Regions from separate parts of the Mus musculus genome. Here region 2 is linked to region 1. A link is a contact called in public HiChIP or PLAC-seq data. All regions are on one chromosome and are shown on one strand. The core of a region is the stretch at or near the end of the contact, and the rest is flanking DNA. Distances in the headings are between cores, read along the strand shown.

Region 1 (2,729 bases), core at 69-2,568:
TTCATAATAACTCCGAGACTATCTAAGACAAAGACTAGTTAATTCTTTACACATCTATTCTAAATCATGAATGCGGCACTTTCATAAAAACAAAGGTAATTAGAATGTGTAAAGTGAAATAAAAAGTTCACTCGTGTCGTTTAAATCGTTTAGAAACCTGGTGAGATCACATAGGTACAAGGCTTCCTGTTGGTAGCTGAGGATGAAGTCATTACCAGCCAGGATTTCCCTGTTCTTGGGTCAGAAGCTATACCTACTAGATCGAGTATTGTTTAGGGGAGGCGGTTTTTAAAAAGTACCCCGCTCCCAAAGCCAGACCACGCCTTCCAGTTATCATTCGAATGTGACCATTTCAAAGTGTAGTACTGCTACACATTTCTCGCGAGCTTAAATAGCAAACAGGAGTCCCCATTTTGGGGTCTACTGCCCATGCTGGAGAGCCGCACTATACAATGAAGTGGAGACGGAGAAGCATGCTTTGGGTCTTCGACCTCTAGAGCCTTCTTTGACCACCAGCCCTCAACGCTTCCCAAAACTCAGTCACCCCCAGACACTGAAAGCCAAGAGGGAATCTTGACTTCCTGCCGTTGTTAAAAGCAGAGGAAACCCAAAAGCAACTTTGAACGCGTGGAACACTACATCACTATAAACATATGTCACCCAGCCCCTGCTTTGCATTCGTGTCCCGCCCTGGGGGTTCTCTTGCAGCCCAGTCATCCCAGGACCCCCAGTGTCAGCGACACGGCCCCGCTCCTCGTCATGCCCTGCCACCGCCCTCACCTTCACACTGCCGAAGCCCCCAACACCACATTGTCGGCCACCCAGATTCCAATACAATGGAATGTCACTGCCCAGGACTCCGCGGCGCCCCTTTAGGCCTCCCCGCGGAGTCAGTCCCGGTTCCCCAGATACCGAGGTCAGCCCGGAGCTTAAACTTTACCATGTGGGAGTCCAGCACCGAGAGGTGACTGCGCCCCTCCATCCCACCCAACCTTCCCTTTCTGCCCCACGCCCCGACCCGCCCCAGGAGCGAATCCTGCACCATGCGCCCCCTCCCAGCCGGGACCACCCGCCAGGAGTTGTCCACCGCCTCTCCCGGGAGCAAAGAAGGGCGCCTCGAAGGCTCCCCACCCGGCCTGGGCCCCCGAGAGGGGCGGGCACAGGCCCCGGCGCATCCGCGGCCTTTCCTGGCCCAGTGAGACCCCGCGCCCACCCTCTCTACCTGGCCTTGAGGCTGGGACTGCTGCCGCTGCAGCTGGGGCTGGAGGCGGCGGCCGGGACCCGGGCTTCGTAGGCCCAGGCGGGGGCAGCGGGCTGCGTGGCGGCGCTGGCGGGGGGCGCGGGAGGCTCAGCGAAGCCCGCGGGCGCGTAGTGCGCGTCCATGGCGGGGGCTGAGGCGGCGGGGGCGGGCGGGAGGCGCGGGGAGGAAGAGGCGGTGGCGGGAGCTGCCCCTCACATGGCGCGGCCGGGGGGCGGGGGCGCCTGGGCGGGGGAACCGGGCTGCGGCGGGCGGGCCTCGGCTCGGACGTCAGGAGAGCGGCGGCGCCTGCGGCCGGGACGCGAGGCGGCCACAGCGCCCGCAGCCCGGGCGCCCCATGTTGTTGGATTTCCCAGGATGCACCTCCCGCGCCCTCCGCCCGCTCGTCGCCCCGCCCCCCTCGGCGCCCCGCGCTGCTGGCTGCGGATTCGGGAGCCGGGCCGGACGAGGGCTGCTCCGTGGACGCCCTAGCGGTGAAGAGAAGGCCTACGCGCCGGAGCACCCGCATGGGTGCGGACAGGAGAGGGCTTGCCAGCACTGTGCCTGGAGTTCGTTACTCTGCGCTCCCGGGTTCTTTGAAGGAACTCAAACACTCGATTCCCGCTTGTGATTTCTTTCTCTGCGCCCCAAACCACAGACAAGGGACTGTTGCTTTGCAGTACTCGCTTCCTGCCCAAAGTTTGCTGGGCTTAGAGGATCTGGTTCCTGCTTCCTGGGGGAGATTTCTATTCAAATTGATTCAAATTCAAACGAATTTTGCAGCCCTAGCTGAATGGGCCTTTCCCAGGGGCACTTATTAACTGTCCCCACCCCCCACCTTGGGGATTTTCTTACTCTGGAGTTCAGAATCTTCTATCCCAAGATAAATACCGCCTCATCATTGATTAGTCCAACTACCATCTGGATGACTTTAATTACAATACATTCGAACTCACTATGCACTTTGTTGGGGCTCTCTGCTCAAGATGTTTAATCTCTGCAAGACTCTACCCAAACATTGCCTTATCGGACTTCTAAGCTGTGTGGTGTGAGTAATTTGATGACTTTGAGGTCGTGCCTACCCGAACTGTTTCTCCTTATGAGTAATGAAATTCAGGGATCATATGAATCGTTTGGCTTGTGATCCATAAGTTGAAAGTTAAAACTAACCGTGAAGCTTAGATTTAATGACTATCTCTCCTTTTAAAAAAAATCAATATTGGCTTAACACCTATCACGTGCTTAGCAAAGAGATCTCTCAAGATAAAGACTAGCACAAAGGTTTAAGCCAATCAGACAGGCGTAACGGAAGACCTAATAGAGCTGATACTCTCTATCTCTGGTGACTATCTAAACTTCTGTAATACCTGCCATTAGATCTGCCATCCCCTCCGAGACTGATTTTGTTCTGAGACTATGTTTTCCTCCTGGCGCCTTCATTCTTTTGTTTCTATGCTGTTTTTAGTGAAAAACCTTCTGCACCTGTGACTCT
Region 2 (2,729 bases), core at 120-2,619, 1.3 Mb after region 1:
ACACCTATTTACTTAAAACATATAGAGAAAAGTAGTTTCTCTGTGTGTATAAAAGTGGGCTTGTTAGAATTTCAGGCGTTAGTTTCTCCAACTGGATGACAGAATTCTGCACAGATGTCGTCACATCACGCTTATGTTTTTGATTTTACTCATAGCAGTAGGAAATCTTAACCTCTTAATCTCCAACGTTTTTCTAAGCAGCGAACACACCAGACTTTAAGTTTGGCTTTGGTAGGGAGCTGGAGAACCAGGTGTCCTAAACTGCAAGTTTTCTTAGCTGAAAGTAAGATTTAGGAGAACACAGGTAGCAAAGGCCATTTGCATAGCTCAACCTCTCAGTAGCTCAGCTGTGCTTGATTGCAATTCCATTTCAGTGCTGGGCTTCTTTGCATAAAATATGCAACATATAACATAACCAAGGGCACAGACCTACGCCCTTAGCTTGTGATCTGCTTAATTCATTTTCCTTGCAGAAATATGTGTAAGAATAATATTGCTAGGATCTCTATCTATCTTGCATGTTTATCTTTGGGATCTACATACATTTAAGAAAAGACCATGTTAAATAAAAGTGATATGTATTCATTTTTTTTTCTGGGCCCCAAGATTTTGTTATTTATTTCTGGCTTTTCAGGGGAAAACTAAATTTCAGAAAACATTACCTAGCTGCCATGTCATTTGAGTATTTTACACTAGAAAGACTGTATCAGCTAAGCATGTGCAAAGTGTATAAACATATCTGTCAAGTCCACATGGATGTTACATGACAGGCCCACAAGTAAATATCCTTCCACAGCCCCTGCTGGGATAGCATTCCTGAATCCACCACTAGCTTAAATATTCTGGGGACTTGGGAACACAAAGGCATGAGAAAATCCTTGCTTAACATTCTCCTCTTTTCTATTTAAACAATCTTGTCACCCTGTGTCGTGGGTTGCTTTAACGAATACCAATGATGGGCCTGGGGTAGGAAGGCTTATTATAAAGGTGTGGATCATACTTTATAAATAATTTCCAGATGTGATATTTTGGGTACACGGACTCCTCTACAGGACGCAGGACACTGAAACATCATGGATCGTACAGTTTTTATCAGGACAATGCAAGTAGGTTTTCGGCAAGGCTGGTTCCAACTCATCTGTGATAAATGAGAAGATAAGGCAATCAGTGCACACCATGACACTCCATGCAGCTAGTTAGGCACACTTCAGAACTATTCAGGTGTGCTCACACAGCTTATGAGACTTGCATGGGGGGGGATGTCGCAATATAAATACATCCTTCCTGGTGGCCACTGGTAACGCAGGAATTGCCTCGCTAAGACTTAACCCAGGTCAGACATAAATAATAGATGTTAAGAGTTAGCTCTAGTCTCGAGGCTGCATTCCAGACAGCGTATCTCAGTTGGGTCAAAGGAATCCTTCCCCCTTTTCTCTCCAGTAGTTTCTCTGCTTGAAAAATGCCTGCAAAATTCCATCAGTCCTTTGAGGGGACCACTTTGGGTCTCTAAGGGAGAAGGTTTCAGACCCTTGGGGGCTAAGATGCACGGGCAAGGAGTTCTTGGGGCCTTGTATCAACGGTTAAAGTCTGCAAAAATATTATTACAAGCAGGTAAGCCATCCCTTTTTAAAAAGTACTGTATTATATATATTTTTTCAGATGTATTTGGTTCTATAGACGCAATGATTGGCATTGTGTCATAAAAGAACCGTGACATGTTTTGTGAGCTCAGCGCCTCTAAGGGAGCCAAAAATGCTCTGGAATCTCAAAGGCAGCAAGAAAGGGGCTGATTGTGTCTGTCTTTTGGTATGGAGTGTCATCTGCCTCATCTTTCCTCACTGCTCACTCTGCAGAGGAAAAGCAGATCCTTACATGGTTATTCCAGAGTCAGTAACACCAACGAAGGAAATGAATTCATCTGCACTCCTCTGAAGGCTGAGACTCCTCATTTTTCCTCTGGTGTAAACTCACCTCACTATTGTAGAAATGGGTCTAAAAGCAAATCAGATTCTACAGAAATGAATCGTGAACTAACTTCTCCTCAAGAGAACTTAATTCCATTATACTTATTTAACTTGTGTATTTCAGGATCCAGAGTATAGTTGAATTAATGTATTTGACTAAATTAAATTAGATTTTACCTTTTAATCTCTGTGCATTTATTCTATAGTTGTATGTTTATTTATACACACACACATGTATGTGTGAAGGTAAAGACATATGGTTTTGTAATTAGTTTTGGGACATTTGATTGACTTAAAAAAGGATTTATATTGTAACCAGAATGTTGCAGTTTGGATAATTACAAAAAAAAAAGGTTGTACCATTAAAAAAAAAATCTTCCAACATAACACTTAAGAGAAGCCAACCTTTGTGTTAAATAAGGGTGGGGTTTACATTGTAAACTTGGAGGTTCCATTTTAGAATTTGGCTCATTATCTCAGGCCACCGGCCGCTGATAAATGAATATTTTGAAAGCGTCTCACTATTCACTGCACACAGAAAACTGGAGGGAGCTGGGCTCCAGATGACAGGCTCGGTGTTCACACAGCACCTCCTGCTGTCCACTCGGAGAACTGCAACACACGATGGGCAGAAGAAAGTTCATCAAAGCTCTTGGAACTTCCAGGGACGTCTCAGACTTTATTTTTAGGGAAAGTGTACTTAGTTTCTTTTAATGAGATATAGTGATTCAGAGAGGATTAATAACTACTATAGACAATTTGATT

What was found. HiChIP or PLAC-seq counts read pairs in DNA pulled down with a chosen protein or histone mark.
Region 2: an H3K4me3 HiChIP or PLAC-seq map of embryonic forebrain shows a contact between it and region 1, with 2.6 times the contacts expected there. The contact joins the promoter of Dcdc5 here to the promoter of Qser1 in region 1. A contact is called at or near these places in 1 of 39 promoter capture datasets (hippocampal neurons) and 1 of 115 datasets of contacts at active chromatin or transcription factors (embryonic forebrain).

Annotation. Positions count from the first base shown.
Region 1 is chr2:104,815,378-104,818,106 of GRCm38.p6, forward strand. It overlaps Qser1 (glutamine and serine rich 1), which reads right to left and starts at 1,319. Exons shown (of 12, transcript NM_001123327.2): 1 at 1,223-1,319. It overlaps 2310047K21Rik (a long non-coding RNA gene), which reads left to right and starts at 1,545. Exons shown (of 3, transcript XR_003953885.1): 1 at 1,545-2,729.
Region 2 is chr2:106,079,630-106,082,358 of GRCm38.p6, forward strand. It overlaps Dcdc5 (doublecortin domain containing 5), which reads left to right and starts at 1,370. Exons shown (of 24, transcript NM_177844.2): 1 at 1,370-1,611.